Linked DNA regions of Sus scrofa: region 1 is linked to region 2. Evidence: chromatin contacts called from public HiChIP or PLAC-seq data. All regions are on one chromosome and are shown on one strand. Each heading gives the region's core, a stretch centred on a gene start, on an enhancer-like site or on the middle of the called end of the contact. The rest is flanking DNA. Distances are from core to core; before and after follow the strand shown. Region 1 overlaps ITM2B (integral membrane protein 2B). Region 2 overlaps RCBTB2 (RCC1 and BTB domain-containing protein 2).

Region 1 (5,650 bases), core at 2,055-4,554, 280 kb after region 2:
TGAAAGTAAGGTAAATGAACTGAGGAGAAAGCTTTTTTAAAATTTAAAAATTAAAAAACTGACATAGTTTAGAGGTTCCTGCTGTGGCAGAGTGGAATCGAATCTGACTGGGAACCATGAGGTTGCGGGTTCGATCCCTGGCCTTGCTCAGTGGGTTAACGACATGGCGTTGCTGTGGCGTAGACTGACAGCTGCAGCTCCGATTAGACCCCTAACCTGGGAACCTCCATATGCCACGGGTACTGCCCTAAAAAACAAACGAAAAACCCCCAACCTGACATAGTACATATAGCAGAACAGAAATACTTAGGGCTGGCTGACAAAATGAATTTTAAGAAATGCAGACCTAGGAGTTCCCGTCGTGGCTCAGTGGTTAACGAATCCGACTAGGAACCATGAGGTTGCGGGTCCGATCCCTGGCCTTGCTTAGTGGGTTAAGGATCCGGTGTTGCCATGAGCTGTGGTGTAGGTTACAGACATGGCTCAGATCTGGTGTTGCTGTGGCTCTGGTGTAGGCCGGCAGCTACAGCTCCTATTAGACCCCTCGCCTGGGAGCCTCCATATGCCGCGGGAGAGGCCCAAGAAATGGCAAAAAGATGAAAAAAAAAAAAAAAAAAAAACAAGAAAAAAGAAAAAAGAAAAAAAGAAATGCAGACTTAGATGGACTGACTCTTGCAGTTATTTCTCCCAGCATAAAGATGATTCCTGTTCCTCTTCTGGATGCTGCAGTAAGTGATTTACTTAGCAATGCAACTTAGCTTTTTGGCTTTCATATTAAATAATTTTTAAACATCATAATCATATTTAAAGCAGAGAAAACTATCCAAGAATTAAAGCTTTATTCTAAACCTATTCTGCAAAACACATGCTTAAGTTTTTAAAAATAATCTTGGCATTACAAGTTAAACATTCAAATATATAAAACGCCATTAAAACTTCTCATTTTTTAAAATATGAAATTCAACCATGCCAAAAAAGGCTTATGCAGCTATTTCAAAAGTATTAAATACCTAACTCCATACCTAGTGTTAATATCCCAAATAAACTCCCTACATATTTCACTTGAAAATGTTTAGGATTTATAAATTGAGCAAATTTAATTTCAACATTAATTTCTCTTCTCACAAATATACATTAGCTCTAAGTTATACAAGCAACATTAAAAGATAAGTACTAAATGACAAATTAAAACATCCCTCTATCATAAAAACAAGAATAATGTTTTCATTTCTGAAACTCAAGACTGAAATTCCTGTTTAAAAATAAAAAGCCTATGCTAATTCTTACTTGATTTTCCCGAATGGCAGAATTATAGAAATATTTCATAAAGTTCTTTTTCTCCTCTGATAAATTAAGAAGCTCAAAAAATCTTCAATCATTTAAAACTGTTGGTAACACATAAATAGGATTATACTGCAGATTTCTTTAAAGCTATTAAGTATATGTATCATAAATACTGATTAAAGGGGATAATCACAATTAAATGATTTTTTAATGATGTTCTTAGGGTCATAGCTATAAACAATATTTCTAACTTTCAACTTTCAGTCATCTACCCTATAAAACTTTCACTGTTAAGCTCTTTGCAAAGAAAATAAGAGAGCCAGGAAATAACTCTTTACACATAAGCTTCTTGAAAACATAGCTCCAGTGTTACAACTTTCTATAGACAAAAACCATCACATTCATAAATTCAGCACCATCAAATTCAAATCCTTTATTTTAAGGGGAAGCAGTTACGGCCTGAAAAAGTCCTTTGACGGCAAAGTCCTTAACTCCTTTAGTCTAAGAAGTAATAAAAAGTGCCAAAGTTTAAGAGGATGGATTCACTGATGTCATTTTGAAGACAAATTTTCTGGCTTTTCGTCTACTGACATCATGATATACAAAGGAATCTAAGAAGTTTTAGTTACAGTATGAATTCAGAAAGCATTTTCCTTTTGGAAAAAGAAAATGCCTTTTAAACAGACACTCTGGATATTTAAGGTATGGTATGAAAGAACAAATAAGAGAAATAAAATGTCCCACCTTACATCAAGCTTTGGCAATATCCAATGAAAACTTTTTTTTTTTTTTGCTTTTTAGGGCCGCACCCATGGCATATGGAAGTTCCCAGGCTAGGGGTGGAATTGGAGTTACAGCTACTAGTGACCTACACCACAGCTCACAGCAACGCCAGAGCCTTCACCCACTGAGCGAGGCCAGGGATTGAACCCACAACCTCATGGTTGTTAATCAGATTCATTTCTGCTGCGCCACAAGGGGAACTCCCAGTGAAAACTTTCTAATTCTAAATCAATTTTAAAAGGCCTGTCCCATGTGTTCCAAAAGTATTAAAACAATACTTCTATTCACTCAAACTTCTTACATGGCAGAGCTGAATTCCATCATGTCTTACAGATTTATGACTTTGCCAAGAATAATATACTTCTTCTGTCTCATCCGAAGAAAATATACTTAAGATGACACTGGGAAGACCCCAAGCAGGTGACATGTCTCCACCTGCAACCTTGTCCAATTTCTGCAGCAGCAGCAGGAGCCCATGAGGCACGTGCACACAGGAGGTCCTGCCAAGTCACTCGGTATGCACAGGGCCGATTAATTCATCTCCCAGCACGAACCCCCCATCGCAGACCTCAATACCCTCATGCAGAACTGAACTGCGGTTTTTCCACTGGCCAATGTTTACAAGCACGAAATTACACAACTGGGTAATGATACGCACTTTTGTTAAAAGGAACAAAGCTCCCAATCCCTGCTCTAAAGACGGAAACATTTCAGTAAATGTCATCATATTTGATGTTCCTCCTCCTCCTCCCCTGAACCCCAAGCCGAAAAATAGGAAGAACACCAGCACCAGCGAAAAGCTAAATTACCAAACCCATCAGCCCTGCTTATGCAAACGGAAATGCCAGAAAGCGGAAAGGACTGGGATCCAAATAGCCATTTTGTGATGCATAACTTAGAACTTGCCGAGTTAGCAGCCCTTCACTTCTTAGGCGTCCCTCCTGCCCCACCGTCTCCCCTCCAAGAGCACTTTACTTTCCTCTTCCTTTTAAGGATGTCTACAACTACACCCCCAATGCAGGGCTGAGGAGAAGCAACACTCTCAGCAAAACAGCTTGCAGGGGTAACTACGAAGCAAACTTGACCTTCTTCGAGGCCTGACCTTGGGAAAGGCATTTCCTAACGAGGCATGACAACAAAGAATTATTGACAACTACTGTTCTACAGGGAGGTTAACCCAAAAGGAAAATTTAGCTGATTACATAATACCTCTATCTATCTCCTTTCTCTGTGACCCACGGCTACTAATATGAGGAAGGAATGTAACAAGCCGATCAGGGGGAGGAAGAAGGGCAACAGTCTGGATAGGGTGAGGAGGTAGTTGTTATTTTTCACAGTGAAAACAATTCGATTCCTGCCAAATATAATTATGTAATTCTAGCATTTTCATAGAATTTTAAAATGGGAAGAGTCCTTTATAGACCATCTGGTCCTAGCCCGTCATCTTAGAGATAAAGAAATCTGAAAACTTAAGCCCAAGATCAAGCAGTTGGAGAATGACAAAATTGGGACATCAGACTCAGGACACTGAATATTTTCTTTGATACGTGCACCTATGTGACAAACCATTTTCCAAAGTTAAAGACACAAACACTCATGAATGAACGGCCGCCTAGAACATAAACCATGCATATAATTTCAAATTCACCTCTGTTATACGAAACAGAGGTCGTGCTCTACACCTCTGATAGCTCTGTGCCAATTAGGACAGGTGCAGGAAGGGGAAAACAGTTAAAGAGAAACATGTGGGGAAAGGTTACAACCGAGGTAGTTGAAATAATACAATCAAGATATGGCTGTTGGGGTTAATAGCTACTGAAAAGATAGCTTTGAAAAATGGGGAGACGGACCTGTTTCCAGAGGTTTCTCACCCTGCAGTGAGAAAGAGCTAAAGAAATAGCAAAAGACAGCAGCAGTGTAAAAGTATTGGAATGGGTGTTACATAAGCCAGCTGACTGGAGTGATGAGAATTTTTATGGCATAAGGCTTGAAAAATCTGCATTTTAAAACCAGAATTCCAGATGACCCCAGAGCAGGCGATCCTTAGAGTGCGTTTTGCGATACCATGGCCTTCGGAATACTGTGGTCAAGGAGAGTTAAAGGTATTCTAAGTTCTTGTTCTGGAGTTCTGGCTCCTAACTAGCTTAACTGGATCCTCTCGACCAACCAGGCAAGGAAATGCCCTAGGCAAACACAGGAAGGCTGATTCTGTGCAGAACTCAGAGACTAACTCAGCGGTTACCATATCGTCACCCCAAAGAACCAGAGAACATTATGTAATCACGGCCCAGGATCTCAGATGAAGAGATGGCAAATTCTTTCATGACCGTCTGTTATTAAGGTCTTCATTTACTGTTAAGATACTGATTATAAGGATTCCACTTTTAATGCAGAGCACTATTTTGTCACTCACTGAAGAAATCTTTGAGCGTATAGCTAGAAAAAGATTTCGTCATTGCATTATCTGCCAAATCCATCCACGACTGCTATGTGGTTATAAAGGAAGGAAGACTCGGGCTCTCACAGCTTAATTCCAATATTTTAATTTGGATATGGAGATCTGGGAAAACAAAGCACGGAGCTATGAATGGTTACTCTTACTGCTGCTCTGACCATAATATTTGGATACGGTGGAACTTTGAGAAATTTTGAAAATGTGCAGTCCCCATTTCAGAAATGATAGAAAATGTGAAAAGTCACATTTAAAGCTGTCCAGTAAATTAACTCTGATTTCAGTTCAGAGTGTCAAATCTCCTTCACTACAGGACAGGGAAAAGCTTTCTGAAGTAACACCATCCGATGCTTTCTCTATTTTTTAAATGGGAGGAGTTATATATGTTTATAGGATTTTTGAAAAGATGGACAAAGGATTAAAATCTACCTAATCTCTATATATATAAGTATTTCAGTCTGTTATGACCAGGCACTTGACCACCTATCTATTTTAGGTACAATGAATGTTAGATAAACATAGAGCTAAGATAATAATTTGCTGCAGGAATTATCCTCTGTGGATTCCAAACATTTTCTCTTAAGACCAGGACTATTTGCAATGGATTCAGGAAAACAATACCAATACCAAAACTCTTAATCCTTTTAGGGAATCAGTCCACTTCCTATTTCAGGGCAAGGCAGTCATTTAAAACTCAACTCCTCGTGTTTGTGTTTTTAACTAGAATATTTCCAAAAAATGAGTACAGGCACGTCCAAACCAACATGTTATTTTTCACACACTTTCTTACAGTGTGTTTTCCTTTGAATAGCAGTAATTTTCATCAGACCATATAAAAAATGCTTATTACTCATACCTGCACAAACTATTTTTTTAAAGGTAAAACTCAGTTTTAACTTAGTTAAAACACCCTACTTATAACAGGTCTGGAAAAATGCTAACGAAAAATTCAGAAATAAACGATGCAACCTAAATAACTTCTACAATTAATTTCTCTAGGATTAAATTTTAGCAGCCTAAAAGATCTGGTAGAAAGAGGCTGTGAGGCTTTCCTATTTAACTTCTGCGACAATTACCATCATGTCTCAAATGATATTGTAAGCACTAAAACTTAGCACAATTACGGTTCCT
Region 2 (4,924 bases), core at 457-2,956:
TGTCCTCGTGGTTAAAGATCTGGTGTTGCCACTGCTCTGGCTTGGGTCACTACTGTGGCTCAGGTCACTGCTGTGACATGGGTTTGATCCCTGACCGAGGAACTTCCACACACCTATCTGAGGCCTAAAGAAAAAGACCTAAATAAATGGAGAGTTAGACTATGCTCATGGCTGGGAAGACTCAGTGTCATAAAGAGGTCAATTCTTCCCCCTAATCTACACATTCATGCTTTGTTCTGGGCTTTGACAGGCTGAGCATAAACTTCAAGCAAATAATAAAGGGTCAAGAACAGCTGACAATTTTTTTGATGGAAAACCATAAGAAGAAAAAGAGTATAGAAAGATTACCTTTTCAGATATCAATACTTACTATAAAGCTATAGAAAGTAAAACAATGTGGCATTGACAAAGGCAAAAAAAAAAAAAAAAAAAAAAAAAAAAAGAGACCAATTAACCAGGAAAAGAAGTACAGAAAAGAAGCTTGGCAAGTGTGGACATTTAGAAGATAACGGAAATGTCATCGCAACTCTGTGTAGACAAGATTGCTATTCAATAAATGATGCAGAAACAGAATGTTATCATAGGGAAAAGGTTAGACCTTCATCTTGTACCATATGCATGCTCAATTCCAGATGAATTAAAGACTCAAATGTGAAAACTAACCCTTGAAAATTTATAGGAGATAATGTGGAATAATGTCTTTGTGACCACAGGGTAGAATGAATTCCCATACAAGACTCGAAAATCACAGGTCATAAAGGAAATACAGTCAAATTTGAATATTTTCTAATTTAAAACCTCTTCGAAACAAAAGATTCTGAAAGACAAGCCAGTGCTTCAGAGAAGATACAACACGTCTAACCATAATGCAATAGTCAAACTATATGAAAAACTTCTACAAAATGGGAGGAAAAGTCAAATAACCATTAGCTAACTGGGAATGATATAAAGAGTATGTTCAAAAAATGCATGAATATGAGTACAAAAAGATGTTCAAACTGATCAGTAATCAAGGCAATGCAAATTAAAACAAGGGTATATCTTTTCAGACCCATCAGATTGGCAAGATTTCTGATACCACGTGTTGGTCTGGATGAGGAAATTCTTGTACAGCGTTGGCAAGTGGAAACTGATACAAACAAATGATTTGAGAAATAACTGGGCACTGTCTGATAAAACGGAAGTTACACATGCCCTAAAATCCAGCAATTCTAATTTTCAGTGTATAACCTAGAGAAAATTTTGCACAGTACTTAGGAGATGTGTAAATGGGTTTTCATCACATCAGTGCTTGCAATAATGAAATATTGAAAATAACTTAAATGTTCATCAATTGGAAAATAGATCATTGTGATATGATCCATAGGAACCATATGAAATTGCTGCGATTCAACCATTTCGATATGGTTCAACTTAATAAATTTATAAAACTCCGTATTATATAGGAGCCAGGTGAGCTAGATCGAGATGATTCGCCATGGGTAAATCTCAAAAACAAAATATTAAGTGAAAAGGCCATGCTATAGGATGTATGATATAACTGCAAGCACATTCAAGTAAACATCAACTTCCTTAAGATAGAATATCTATTCGCAACAATAACTAGAAAGTTTTCTAAAAAATTGAGGTCTTTCTGAAGATAACAAAAGAATTTGTTGACAATCATATGATTTTCTGCTCATACTGAAAGTAGCAGTTCCCCAAAAGGGAAACCACAGTGCTTTACATAAGAAAATAGACCCCGGGCAGCCCAAAATTTAAAATATCCACTGTACCATTATAGTTCCTTTGATTTCAGTTTATTTCTGATTTTCTTGGTGATCCATTACTGGCTGTTAATCCAAAGAGAAGACAGTAAATAATTTTATGCAGAAGGCAAAAGAAAAAAAAATCTCCAGAGCTAGAAAAAGAGAGATGGTATCAACTGAAAAATTTTATTTCAACATTCTCCACTCCTTTCTCGGAAGTCCTATGTACTTCCTAGAATACTAAATTGTTTTAAGTGAAAATTAAGATTGACAAACTTACTCTGTTGTTCCTCTTCTTTTCTTTGTTCATGTGGTTAGTGACCCATGCATGAAATTTTAAAAAGTTGTGCTCTAGTCCTTAGTGACGTTAAGGGAAAATACAATAGTGCCACCAATGTGAACGAATTTTATTTGTTTGCAAATCTAAAATCCATTACTTGTTCCCCATTATATATAACCCCCAAATCTAAACTGCTCAGCATAGAGTTCAAGGCCTTCTTGCTATGATTTCAATAGAGGGGGTGATATCTCCTCTGGCATCAGTTAAAATAGGTTCAGCTACAATGTGCAGATGGTTTGTAAGAAGACAGAAGCTGGCAACTCTCCAGTTGTCAGACACCCAGTCTCCTTCTAATCTGTTGCTCTGCCGTCCTCCAAATGGGACGTCCATCTTGTGGTCCAAGAGGCTGCCCTAGATCCTGCCATCACATCCACATGCCGGCCAATGAGAAGGAGGAAAAGTGGAAGAGAAGATATATCCTCCACCTCTAAGGACACGTTCCCGAAGTTGCACACACCATCTTATGCTTACATCTCATTGTCCAGAGCTTAGCCATATGCTGCATCTAGCTTCAACGCCAGCTGGTAAATGTAGCTTCTATTCTAGGTGCTTCACACCCATCTAAATGTGGGGGTGTCTATTACTGAGAAGAAAAGAACTGATGTTGTGGCAACAACCAGTAGCTTCTGCCACACTGCCTTCCTCCCCCTCTTCTCCTCCAAATGGGGGAATACTAACTTGACTCCCAAACATTGACTGGGTTGTGTTTAATCTTGGGCAGAACCCCTGCAGAGTAAAAGGTGTGAATGCATGGATGTAGCCCTTTCTTGGCTGTTGTGCTCCATTTCACCCTTCCATGCAGCTGAATCGGTAAACTGATAAAGGCTCGGTCTAAGGAATGGCCAAGTGTCTTTGTCTCTGACCCCTCTCTCTTCACTTACAAGTGTGTGAACACTTTCATTGCTCCTATGGCAGCTGGTGGCTGGTGGCTCGCCTTGGGCATAGGAGGTGTGAATTGCAGACTTCATTTCACTTGACTAGAAAGTTAAGCCTTAAGGATTAGAGGCTTGAGATCTGGTAATATGTAAAATAAAATGGATACTTTGGTATTAGTTTTAAAGAAAAACTACCTAGAATAGACATCAGAGCTTCAAAGAGATGCTTGGATTAAAGATGGTAGCGAGATTGCTCTGCGTAACAGAAGCAACCAAAGGGGCTGAAGGCTGCGAGGTAAAAGAATCAGAAGGAACCACCTCCATCAGGATGGGAACAGAGACGAGAAGCCCCCACTGGGGTTTGCTGGCTGCGTGCAGTGGATATACCTCATCAACCTCCTCTTTTTTTTCTTTGAAACATTCAGAAAACTCTACATTGTTCACTAAGGGTTTGTATGAGTAGATTCTGAAAGAGAAGCAATGAGAGGTGACAGTTTGTATTCTGTCTCTTGCAAGTTCAGAAACCCAAGACTAACTTCAGGAAGAGAGAGACAGGAATATGGAAGAGAAAGCATGTGGGCCTATAAAACTGGGAAGTCAGGGATGGATTTGGATTTAGGTATAATCACTAATATTATTTTCTCTCTCACTTTCATCTCTCTTGTTTCTCCAACCCCAACCTTACCTCCCTCTCTTTCATTCTCTGTCTGCCTCTGCTTCCCTCTGTCTGTTGGTCTCTCTCTTTTGCTTTCCACTAAAAACAGGCTTCCTCTGTGCAGCTGGGAAGGCACTCGCTGGCAGCACCAGATTCAAATTGTGTGCTTTAAATATATGTGCAGGAGTTCCCATCGTGGCTCAGTGGTTAATGAATCCGACGAAGAACCATGAAGTTGCGGGTTCAGTCCCTGGCCTTGCTCAGGGGGTTAAGGATCTGGCGTTGCCGTGAGCTGTGCAGATGCAGCTCGGATCTGGCATTGCTGTGGCTCTGGCATAGGCCAGCGGCTACAGCTCCAATTAGACCCCTAGCCTGGGAACCTCCATATGCCGTGGGAGCAGCCCTAGAAAAGGCAAAAGGACAAAAAAAAAAGATAAAAGCAGAAAATAATAATAAAAATAAATAGGGAGGAAAAATAGACCACCAAAACTAATTCTTTGAAAAGAGCAATAAAACAGACAAACGTATGAGAATTCTAATTAAAAAAAAAAGTTGAGTGAGAGAATGAGTCAGATGTTAGATTTTAAACAGAACTTGACTTGAAGCCCAGTTCATCTTGAACAAGCTACTTAACCTCTTTAAGCTTTTGTTTCTCTTTCATAAAATGAGGACAACAGTACAGTACTTATTTCATAGGGTTGTAGTGAGGATTAAATTAGGTCACATGTGAGGGCTTAGCACAGTCCTTACACATAGTATGCATACAGTAAATATCATCATTGTGTTGTGATTAATTGTGCTACACTTGTAGGGACTCCATAAAGGTTAGTGCCTGTTCTCCTTGTTGCCACGGCTCCACATGTCGGATCATTTTCCATGTTCATGTCTTATCACTAATTTACATTTAAAGTCAAATCAGCTCAGAGCAAAGGAGATGTGCTGAGACAATAGTTAGACATCAATGTGGTGTTTAAAACAGTTTTGGCAAGAGCTTGCATGCTCTGTGTGTGAACAGAAGTGAGCCCCACAGCTCAGCGGTATGGGCTTCCTGACATGATCGCCAAGAAACAAACCTCCAGCTGGGAAGTGTGGGGTCAGGCAAACATCGACCCGTATCCTCTGATGAGGGCTGCAAAGAGTAGCCCAGGCCTCAGAATAATTATCCTCAAGTCCCAAGCCCTGAATACAAAATAGAGAATCCAGTAGGCTTCCCAGGATTGTCTGTCTGGGGCAGGGATTTCTCTGAGTTTTAGGGAGGCATGGGAGACATATCTGAGCCATGAGCTACTGTGAGTGGCCCCACTCG

The links. HiChIP or PLAC-seq counts read pairs in DNA pulled down with a chosen protein or histone mark.
Region 1: an H3K27ac HiChIP or PLAC-seq map of alveolar macrophages shows a contact between it and region 2. The contact joins two enhancer-like sites. A contact is called at or near these places in 2 of 5 promoter capture datasets (fetal liver and liver) and 2 of 2 datasets of contacts at active chromatin or transcription factors (alveolar macrophages and skeletal muscle).

What each region holds. Positions count from the first base shown.
Region 1 is chr11:19,371,072-19,376,721 of Sscrofa11.1, forward strand. The region is part of intron 1 of ITM2B (integral membrane protein 2B); the gene reads right to left. Among named protein-coding and RNA genes, the nearest start is that of ITM2B, 3.8 kb to the right of the region's middle. Within about 2 kb of position 3,305, at least 28 of the 83 cell types and tissues checked have an H3K27ac peak or open chromatin away from gene starts, as enhancers often do. A contact at or near this core is called in alveolar macrophages, where this site is marked.
Region 2 is chr11:19,093,200-19,098,123 of Sscrofa11.1, forward strand. The region is part of intron 1 of RCBTB2 (RCC1 and BTB domain-containing protein 2); the gene reads left to right. Among named protein-coding and RNA genes, the nearest start is that of RCBTB2, 14 kb to the left of the region's middle. Within about 2 kb of position 1,707, at least 1 of the 83 cell types and tissues checked has an H3K27ac peak or open chromatin away from gene starts, as enhancers often do. A contact at or near this core is called in alveolar macrophages, where this site is marked.